Regions from separate parts of the Drosophila melanogaster genome. Here region 1 is linked to region 2. Evidence: chromatin contacts called from public Hi-C data. All regions are on one chromosome and are shown on one strand. Each heading gives the region's core, a stretch centred on a gene start, on an enhancer-like site or on the middle of the called end of the contact. The rest is flanking DNA. Distances are from core to core; before and after follow the strand shown. Region 1 overlaps CG44422. Region 2 holds the start of Ork1 (Open rectifier K[+] channel 1).

Evidence for each region. A called contact is a pair of places that touch in the nucleus more often than the background predicts.
Region 1: a contact with region 2 is called in a Hi-C map of the Kc167 cell line, with 2.2 times the contacts expected there. The contact joins the enhancer-like site here to the promoter of Ork1 in region 2. A contact is called at or near these places in 2 of 107 Hi-C or Micro-C datasets (the Kc167 cell line and wing imaginal disc).

What each region holds. Positions count from the first base shown.
Region 1 is chrX:11,221,896-11,227,090 of dm6, forward strand. It overlaps CG44422, which reads right to left. Exons shown (of 8, transcript NM_167277.2): 6 at 3,971-4,183; 7 at 3,233-3,322; 8 at 738-3,184. The coding sequence ends at 2,234. Among named protein-coding and RNA genes, the nearest start is that of CG11106, 22 kb to the left of the region's middle. Within about 2 kb of position 2,751, at least 3 of the 39 cell types and tissues checked have an H3K27ac peak or open chromatin away from gene starts, as enhancers often do. A contact at or near this core is called in the Kc167 cell line, where this site is marked.
Region 2 is chrX:10,887,846-10,893,317 of dm6, forward strand. It overlaps Ork1 (Open rectifier K[+] channel 1), which reads right to left and starts at 3,405. Exons shown (of 7, transcript NM_167259.3): 1 at 2,796-3,405. It overlaps lncRNA:CR45616 (long non-coding RNA:CR45616), which reads left to right and starts at 3,587. Exons shown (of 1, transcript NR_123862.1): 1 at 3,587-4,128. It overlaps lncRNA:CR45617 (long non-coding RNA:CR45617), which reads left to right and starts at 4,416. Exons shown (of 1, transcript NR_123863.1): 1 at 4,416-4,903. It overlaps lncRNA:CR44524 (long non-coding RNA:CR44524), which reads left to right and starts at 5,344. Exons shown (of 2, transcript NR_123864.1): 1 at 5,344-5,472.

The DNA of each region.
Region 1 (5,195 bases), core at 1,501-4,000, 330 kb after region 2:
TTTCAATTTTCAATGGGTTTCATGTAAGTTGCGTGCACTCACACTCACACAGTGTCAATTTTCATCTATCTGTGTTTTCTGGAGGCAAGCAGTGTCGCACTTCCGGTGCGACAATGTACTTACAGTTGAGAACTGCGCTGCACTGCTTGCAGCCCTTTAAATGCGACCCAGACAAGTATGCCGATAAAATCGTGTTTTCGTTGGCCTCTCCAATGTTTCCGCACACTTTCATTATTTTTACAGTTGCACAAACACATCCATAATTGCATATTAATGGACGTGCGGTACCTAGATTTTTATTTTGGCAGATTCGCGTTGTCTTTCTTGCTACGCATTTCATTTAGTTTCTATGCAAATTTCTGCACATGTGTGTGTGTTCATTACAGCGAGTGTGTGAGTTATGTGTGTGCGGGCCAGAATGAGAGAGAAAGAGAGAGAGAGAGAGAGAAAGAGAAAAGAGAGAGAGAGAGAGAGAAAAAGGGAGAGAAAGAAAGCAGATATTTTAATTGCCATACACGAATTTCAATTCCCATGCGTTTGCATCCTTGTTGATTTTGCCTTGCATATGTGTGCGGTGTCGGTGTGCTGGTGTGTGTTGGTGTGCAAGTGTGCGTGTGTCTCCTTGGTGTGTCCAATTTGGCATAATGAAAACAACAACAAAAGCATGACAAGCAATAACAGTTAGCAAAAAAGTTAACGCTCAGCAAACTTCACAACAGTTTGAAGAACACGAATTTCTATGTGAAATAATGCAAATCGAATGGAATTCAACTGGCAGCCTTTTACATTTATCCAATAAAGTAGAAAGCTGCTTTCAATTAAAACAATTTGGTTATTTGACTCATTTTTCGCCAAAGACCAATTCAATATTCAATTTGCATTTGAATGACAACAACGTTTTTTGTTAAAGCCAAGTGATGGCCTGAAATTGGTCTGTTCATTAATCTGCATATAGATTTTATTTAATATGATTTCTGTGTATTTTACAGAATTTAATTAACGGAACGACAGCGTTTCAATTTTCGCTTTTAGTCGAAAAAAAAAAAGAAAAAACCTTCAAGTGAGGCATTCAAATGTTGAAAATTGTTCTGTCAAAAAAGTTTTCTCTCTAGCTCTCCCAATGCACACATACACACACACACACACACATTCAAAACACACCCACACACTCTAAGCTTCGCATATAGCAAGCATTTTCGTTTGAGCAATTTTTTCCCACAAGTTTTGATGGAATCATCCATTTTTTTTTACAATTAATATTAAAGTTTTTTTTTTGTGGTTTAATATACTTTGTTTTTCCATCACAGCTAACGTCAATTTATGTAACTCTAGGACATCTATCAACATTTCTAAGAAGACTTTTCTGGTCAAAAAATGATAGAACTCAAGGGAACATAAAGTAAACATTTGAATGCTTTTCATATATTTTCGATTTTGGTTCACTTTTACTTACATATTCTATAGATTTGTATACGTATTTTAAGACTATAACACATTTGACAGTTTGCAACATCAATCGATACACACAGAGAACGTTTTAAATTTCTTATAAACTTCATTTGGCTAATTACAGTACAAATTATAGGATAAATCGGAAACATAATGCACAATCGGGCGGATCTCAGCTTTAACATCCAATTATATTAAAAAAAAATATCTATAGTTTTGTATTTACAATTTTGTAGCTTTTTTGTACAATTTCTTTTTTTTTTTTTTTTTGTAAGTAGGTAAACAAACAGTTAAAAAACTTAAATTTATGTTGTATCCTTTTAAGAACTAAAGACAAATTTGAATTTAATTACTAAAGACAATCAATATATTATTTTTAATAACAATCAACTTGTGTTGTAACTTTAGTTATTGCCGATTTAGATTGTTCAGAGATCCACCCTGAAACACACATATATAATTTATTTAAGCACAAAATATACATATTGTATACATATATTTAAACACCGAAACGGAAAAGCGTTTTACTGGGGAATGCCACACAGATCTCTAGGGGCTTAAAATAATTTAAAATCGCCTCATGGGTCCAAAATTGAATTCTATGGATAAATACCGATAGTCTATTCACTCTTGCATTCGCTCAGACGTTAGTTATCAATTTAAAAATGATTTTAAGCATCTAGAGATATCAGTGCCATCCTTTCAAGTGGATTTTGACTGGGGTGCAAAGTGGCTTGTTGGTTGGTTGGTTGGTGCTGGCAAGGATACTCACTGCTCACCGCGATTAGCAGGAGACACCCTGCTTGGCCACCGTGTACCAGGTGCTCACGGTGACCAGCGACGGCGAGTCGGGGGTGGTGGGCGGCTGTGGCTGCTGCGGATCGACCTCGACCTCGGCCCCGCCCACAATCACGTTGAGGGGTGCAAGGGGGTGCTGTTCGGAGGGCGGTAGCTGTGACGGATCTGCTGGTGGCGCAGGTGGTGCAGGTGGACCAGGTGCTGCTGCAGCTGCTGCTGCTCCAGCTTTCGATAGCGAAGCAGGTGGGCATGCCCGGTGCTTCCGCGGCCGGGACTTGCTCTTGGCCTTCTGGCTCTGCGACTGGGGATGATGGAAGTGCATGGGCTGGGGGGTGTGGAGGTCGCGACCCACCTGCGGCCCCACCTGCGGACACCGGAAGCGAATGGCCTGCTCGTTGGCCACATTGATTTCCGGCCACCGGGTCAGCTGCTGACCATGGTGACCCTGATGGCCCTGCTGGCCCTGATGGTGACCCTGTTTGCTCTGATGGCGCTTCCTGCTCTTGCTGCGCTTGCGCGACTTGGACTGCGATTGCGATCGACGATTGGATCTGGGCTGCTGCACCACTGACTGTGACCTTTGGCAGTGGCGGCAGACAAAGGATCTGTACTCCTCATCGGAGTCCTCATCATCCTCGTCCTGGTCGTCGTCATCCTCCTCCGCCGCTCCGTAATCATATAGGACATTGCAATTGAGTGTTGTTCCAGTGGCCGCCGAGGCGGTGGTGGTGCTTGTGGTGCTATCGCCATCCATGTCGATTATGTGACAACAGTTTTGATGTCTAGTGCTATGTGGTTGCTGCTGTTTTTGCTGTTGCTTGTTCTTCGTCTTGTGGTTGGACTTACGTTTCTCTGGCTCCTGCTGCTGATGCTTCTGATGCTGCAGATGCTGCTGCTGTGCCGACAGCTGATGTCGCCGCCGCCGGGGCACCGTGTACTCATCGCCCTTGTCCGTCGGATATGGTCAGAACGCTGTGTCAAACACGGACATCGACCGGGAGATGGCGTCGTCATTGCGACAGGCCTCCAGAAACTCCTCCAGCGTGACCACGCCATCGCGATTGGTATCCATTTTCTGTAGGCAAGAAGACAAGTAGAAACACATTAGCAAATACATTATATACATGCTAATGGGTATTTTTATTTTAATGGACAATAGTTCTTTACTTCTAATTTCAATCCATATTTCTGCTGCATATTAAAGAAAGCAACAGACCGCTGAGTGCTGACTGCTTGCCAATGGCACTGCTTTGACAAACTGCTTCCGCTTCCGGCCCCCAAACGCGTACTATGGAATTTTGATTTAGAGCGTCGGACAGAGGACAACTTTCGGAATGCGCCATGAATGATCCTGGCCATCTATCATCAATTTCACTCTCGCATGCCGCTGTTTAAGAGCTTTTGCCGGTCGCATTTGATGCGCTCAATTTATTCGGAATGCCAACGACCGCTAATGACAACGCGTGACTGGCAAGCCAAACAGGACGATGTCCTGCAGATGAAGCCATTCTACGCTGCCCATCCATTTTGGCCAGCCTGAGTTTGCTGGCCGGCAAATTGAAATAGACAATTTGAATTTGCATAATGCAAAGTAAATAAGTTTCATGTTCGCGAGTCAAATTCAAATTGTACGCGCGTAATTAGCATAAATAATGGCCGCGAATCGACCGTGTATTTGAAATTCGAAGATTTTGAGTTTCAGCGGTGGCGGCAACGAACCCACCTGGAAGATCTGCTCCACCTTGCCCTTGATCTTCTCCTCCTCGGGACACTCGTCCGGCAGGCGGCCCATCAGCTCGTATATGGCAGTTACAATGTCAGTCATTTCCTCCCTCGTAATGAAGCCGTCGCCATTGATGTCGTACAGCGAGAAGGTCCAGCGCAGCTTCTCCTCCACGGAGCCGCGAGACAGTATCGAAAGTCCTTGAACAAAGTCCTGTGACAGGAAGAGAAATAAGTTGGCATAAATACGGCCGGTGGTGGTGGTGGTGGTGGTGGTGGTGTTGGTGTGAGGTGGAATTACAGGTATAAAAGAAATTGAAAATATGTTTTAAGAAATTGCTCGTAAACCGCAGTGAAGTACACCTGCGTTCAGCATTCTAGTTCCAGGCGCGCACACAATATTCCATGAATTTATACACTAAAGAATTAACTATTATTTCGAACTATTATCTTTTTCTGTACTATCCTACTAATATTTCTAACTTTATTTTCATGTAATTGCTAAACTAAATAGGTTATTTGGCATTGAATCGATAGCTTTATTAGCTGAGCCTCGACTGTACTTCTTCTTCTTATTTCCGGCTGCTGTTACTGCCGCTGCTGAAGTGGACATTTATTTCTATGCTTTGTATGACAAATGTACCTAGATAAGAACTTGCAAGGAGAATGGGGAAAAGTTTTTACGACCCCCCACCCCCTTTTTCTGTGCCTCAGGAGGTGTTGAGGCATTTTTGGGAAGGCCACAGCTGACGGTGAACTGAATCTTGCTTTTGCATACCGAATGGGCAAAGTTTGGGGGCGAAATGAAGACAAAAAAAAAAAAAAGAAAAGAAAAGCAAGAAATAAGTTGAAAAAAACAGGAGCAGGAATACGAATTCGGACAGGAGCATCATTTGTGTCTTGTTCTCTGGCCATTTGGGCAATTGCAGCGTCCGACTAATTTATCAAACCGAAATAGAATGGCACACACAAAAACAAAAAAAGAAAAAAAGAATTGTACGAAATTCACCGGAAACGAGGCAAGAAACTTTCACTATTCGACGTGGACAAATTGCCAAGTGGCAAGCTGGCAAAACAAGCTGAAAATTGAAAATTCGAAGTGAAGTTTGCACTCTGGCCGAGTGATTAAGCGGATTTATGATAGTTTTTCCATGCTGGCCAATGCTTTGCACTGCTTAATGGGAGTGAATTGGACCATGGAATGAATGGCTAACAAGGCAATCGAG
Region 2 (5,472 bases), core at 2,155-4,654:
CGAATTGTTTATTCCCGTTGTTCAAGTCAAGTGATCGCTGATAACGATTCTACGCTACGCTGCCTTTTGTTCTGCAACAGTTTTAATTATTATTATCGCTTCTTACTGTATAATTTCTATTAAATTATCTATGGAGTAGTCTTGTGTTTTTTTCTGTTTATTTATTTTTTTTGTTTTTTTCGCTACATGATGGCTATTTGGCTATTGCCTGTATTCCCGCTGGCAACTAAAAAGCAACTACGGCGACTACAATAATTTGTTAACAATAAAATAAAAAGTCGTCTATTGGGCTCGTTCCTCGAGCACTGACTGGCTGGCGATGACGCCGTTCAATGGAAGTCTTTTCATTTATTGTGTTTCCTTTTTTTTTTATGTTTTTATTTATTCCGAACAAACATTTCGATGACGCTGTGTGTTCCCAAACGCGATCTTTTTAACGCTTTTTTTTCCTCCCTTTTTTGTTTCTTTTTTTTTTGGGCTTGCCCTCTTGGAATTCTTTTGGAGTGGAAAATTCTGCCAAAAAGTTTGCGGAAATAACTGATAATCGAATCGGGTTAACAGTAAATTAGGATCGTTATTTCATAAAATACCAAATATGGCAGAAGGTTAATATTAATCCCAAAAGTGTATAGGCTTGCTCATAACTTTCACGAGACCCGTGGAAATTTCGCAGACAAACACCCCCACTCACAACTCACAACACACCCGTCGTAAAGCCATAAAATGGAGCCACTCTTTATCGAACCGAACCCAAGACGAACCCAAATAAAACCCTGATAATCATGTTCGATGATCATGTAAATGAATTAAGTCAATGTTTGACGTCAAGTGGTGTAGACAACAGAACATTTAATATGACAATAAAAGCATTTACTAATTGATAGCCCACATACTCCAGTTCATGGTGATCGTTGGGTATTTTTGGATAGATCGCCGAAGGATCGCTAGATCACTATCACAACGATCCAGGGGCACGTGCATCCCCAGAGTATTAAAAATTAAAAATCGAGAACGGAGAATTGAGAACTGAGAAGCCCGTGTTACGTGCAGAATTGGCGGGGAAGTCGTACGGACTACGGTCGTATATTATGTGAAACAAAATTAATAAATAACAAAATATTTACATATACCGACGCTAAATAGTCGTATAATCAATAATAAATAGCAGCAACTGCAAAATGAACACGTTTAGTAAATAATCGCAAAAGTCGTCAAGCGTCAAAAGCCGTGCTGTGCTTTTCTTTCGTTATTTTTCTTTTTTTTTTTTTTCTTTTCCAATTTTCAATTCTTCCCGGAGAAAGATGAGTAAAAATCTAGGGCGGGATGAGAGGGGTGTCGAATAAGGCACAGAATCGCAAGCATTGTGTCCGGAGTCTGAAAAATCTGGGTGGAAATACCAGGCGGGCCTGATGAGCCTATTGGGTGCTAATGATGACATTGTTTTACAAGCCGGCGCGGCAAGATGATTAATTGAATTGCGATCTATCAATGTCTCGTTTCCTCCGTCAGTCTCGTCATCGTCTTAGTTGGTGCTTCTGGTTTTCCTTCCTTTGATAAGACTACGTCAGAGCTTCGAGCTATACACGGCAATTAAAGGCGACAGTTATGTGTCCATAACTGCATAAAAGATTGGATAGAATTCTTAATTTTTAGCTTGCAAATCTTGAAACTATAATAATGACTTTCTATCGTTTTGTGTTTGTCTGCAAGTGATATAGTTTTTGTGATATACATATATGTATTTTTTTAACTTTGAAAATTGTTATTAATTTTAAACATTACGATTAATTTTGGAAATATTTCACTAACATGGATTTAGTATTTAATATCATTCCTATACATGTATTGCCGATTGGCCTTTATCCAGCAACCGAGTTAACAGAGTTACCAACTAACTGAACTGATTGACGAACCGAACGGATCTATAGTTTGGGCCATATTTGCTTATAACCAAATGCCCCATGATGGATGATGTTGGCCTAACATTCTTGAGCCCTCTGCCAATCGGACTGATCGATAACAGATACATAACTGGTTGCCGTTATTTGCGCTGACTACTGCTAACGGTACATTCGTAGCGGGCGTACGTAAAACGTTTTTGCATATGGTAACAACAGTTAAGCAAACACTTTTGCACTGTGAAACAATTTCGTTAATTAAATGCATTCATACTACAGATACCGTTTCGGAGGTGCGGCACTGATTGATTTACCGGATTTTGACAAAACACTCTAAAAAAAACAAAACCTATCCGAGTTAAACAGAATGTTTAAGATTAATGTCATTAAAGGTTCTTGTGTGATAGTATCATTGAGTTTGGCTAAGATTTCTGATATGTAAGAAAAAGACTATTTTTGTAAATGTAGAATCGAACTTAATTTTTTAAGAGATGCACATGGACTTTTTCCGCGAGTGTAGACAGCGCGTCTGAAGTGGGGCGCACATGCGAATCCGATCGTTTAGATTGGGCCCAGAAGAACTCTAACCTGTGCACTATATGTAATCGTTTCGATTCCGGGCGTGCAATGGATCGCGCTCTTGCTCCTCTCTTCGTGGCCCACTCAGATAACGCCGTGCAAGGTGACCACGGGAACCACACCAAAAATTAATGACAGTCACACGGATGGAAGAGATTTGTAGGTTGGGTGGCTTGGCGATAATGTGTGTTGTTTACAAGTGCACTGATATTAAATTGAATTCCTTCTGGTATTCCTTCTTTTTCATTTATTTGCAATTATTCTTTCCGTTCCATTCCGATCCTCTTAACTTTTATGCTTCACTTTCAGGATACCCACGATCAAAAATTGTTGAAAAAAAAAATAAACACTCGCAGGAACCGTTGGCTTTCGCCTTTCGCTGTGTGGTTTGTAGTTTTGACTTATTATTTTTTTTTTCTTTTAAAGAGAATCGCGAAACACTGAAGACTGAGCTAAAAAAAAAATATACACTCGCGGCGATCGCGTCGCAGGACCGTTACCGTTACCGGTGCTCGCTGAATTTGATGTGAAAAATGGAAGGTTGACACTTTTTGTTAACGGTGACGATCGCTCCGTCGCTTCTCGATTCCCGTAACCGTTCTGATTTAAATGGAACGCTCTGCTCCAAGCTCACGTCGGTTTCCAGTCTCTGCCGGCGTAGGCGTAGGCGTCGACGTCGCTGCCCGCTAACCGCTATTTCGGTTTCTTTTTCGCTTTTCCGTTTCGTTTTCGACAATTTCCAGCCGAGCTTTAAACTTAAAGTCGCCTTCTCTCTCCGCCCGTTTCCCGTTTTTCCGGAAGGAGCTTCACCGTTACATTACTACCAATTGGTTACTTCAAAACGAGCTCTCCTCGGAGTCCGGTACTTAAATTATAAAAAGAAATCAGAGCGAAGAGCTCAAAAGCGCACGGCAAGCGAACAAGCGGCATTAATACAATTCAACCAGCTCCTTTAACTGCCGATCGGTGAGTTAGTTCACTTATAGATGTGTATGTATGGGGTTGTGTGCACTGTACGTGTGATCTCTAATCCAGTGCTCACTCACATTGAGCTCTTCGCTCATAAAACAAGAACAAGACTGTTGGGAATCACTCAAAGAGGTGTGTGAGTGGCTTTTTTTTCGAGTGTGCGGGTGGGGGAGCCCCACCCCCAGCCCTGAACTAACTAAACGGAACTGAACTAAACTAAATCAAGTTGAAATGCCGATCGACAAACGGCAACTACGAAATTTGCCAGCAGTGCTCAGCCCACTAACTGCCTGCCCCCAACCTCTCCCTCCACCTCCACCCAACACCACCCCCCCCCCCCCTCAAACCAACCAAAATCGATCGTCGCAAAAAAGAGATACTGTGTAGTAACCAACGGAATATGGGTTTAGTACAGTGGAGCAAATCGTCGCCAGGATTGAACAACACATCTCAAGATCTTAATGAAAATTAGATTATGTTAAACTTAATATATTAATAAAATTCTTAATTGTTATATAATTCTATAAAACTTTCTGAGCTCCCTATTCCATCCTATGAATCATTGAATATAACAATAAAAATATATTTTTCGATTGATAACATTTCAACAACATTTCCTATAAGCCATAAAATTCGACCCTGACATGCCCATTTAATTAACGTCAAAAACTCGATTTTATACAACCCAATTTAGTAAAAGATATCTACGGTTAAGAAAATGTGCACTCATTGGGTATTTCTTGTTACAGTAATCTTTATTGCAAATGGTTTGATTTTAAGGAAAACGTTTATTGTATCTAAATGGTTAAACCTAAGGATAGGATAGATAGATAGATAGATAGGTGGGAAGGATATTCATATATTGAAAACTAACTAAATCATCTTGATCAAAGACACTATTTCTTATTGCTATTGTGTGCTTCGGATGTGAGGATCACTTCTCACGGCCCACTGTGTGCTCTGTTTTTGCTGATCAGCTTGACCAGCGACCTTTTTTAGAATCTACGGAGCATGGGCCACATCCCCACCCAAAATTGGGCGCATAAAAACCTTACCCATGGCGCCAACGCCATCGCCACTGCCACGCCCACCGACGAACCGTCAAGCCCAAAAAAAAAAAAAACACACACCTAAACGTGCGTTGTCAAAAAAAAAAGAAACAACCGAAGCAACCACAATCACAATCGCAACCAACGTAAATAATTTGTCTACGGATTTTAGTGCTTTACGACGGGCACTAGCCGAGCGCAAACTTAAATCGTCAAACGGCAGACGAGCCACCCCAATAGACCGATCCACACCCACCCGCTGAACCAGCGAGCCACCAAAACAATCACCTGGTAGCACGTTACTACCCACCATCATCCCACCTTGATCTTGGGGCTCAAACCACCTGATTCTGCCATCGTGGAAAGTATTCACTGTCAATGCCATTGTCAATAAAGAAGAACCCCCGTCGATCGGCATTGATGGTTAAAGGGAATTTGATTTCTAGGTACCCATAGATATGTTCAGTAATACCATGTTCAAGATCACTTGAGTTGAGTGGTAAGCATAGGTTTTTGGTGTGTTCTTTGATTTCAAGGTGCTTACGAAAGAGATCGAAGATCTTATATTATCCTTCTATGAACTCATAGCTAATAGACAATTAGGTTTAATAATAAAAAATATAAAAAAAAAAAAATTCAGAAAGTTCAGAAAGGATCTTGTGGCCCACTGTGCATGTGGAATACCTAGGGAGCCGAATCGAAGGGAACTCAAGATGTGAGAGCCATCAATGTAAGTGCAACTCAAACCGCCTGACACTTGACGATCAGAATTGAGTTATCGCCTCGTTTTTTTCGCCCCCCTTTTTTTTTTGCTCACGCTCCACATTTTTTTTGCAGTCTCCCCCAGATCGATTCGGATTTGGCGACTGCGAAAGAGCGGAGAAAGCTCAAGAGAGCGCAGAGATGGAGATAGCCGGTGCCCGGGGGGCTCCGGATCGCCGGGGACAATGATAGTGTTGATAACAAGTGCTTTGCAC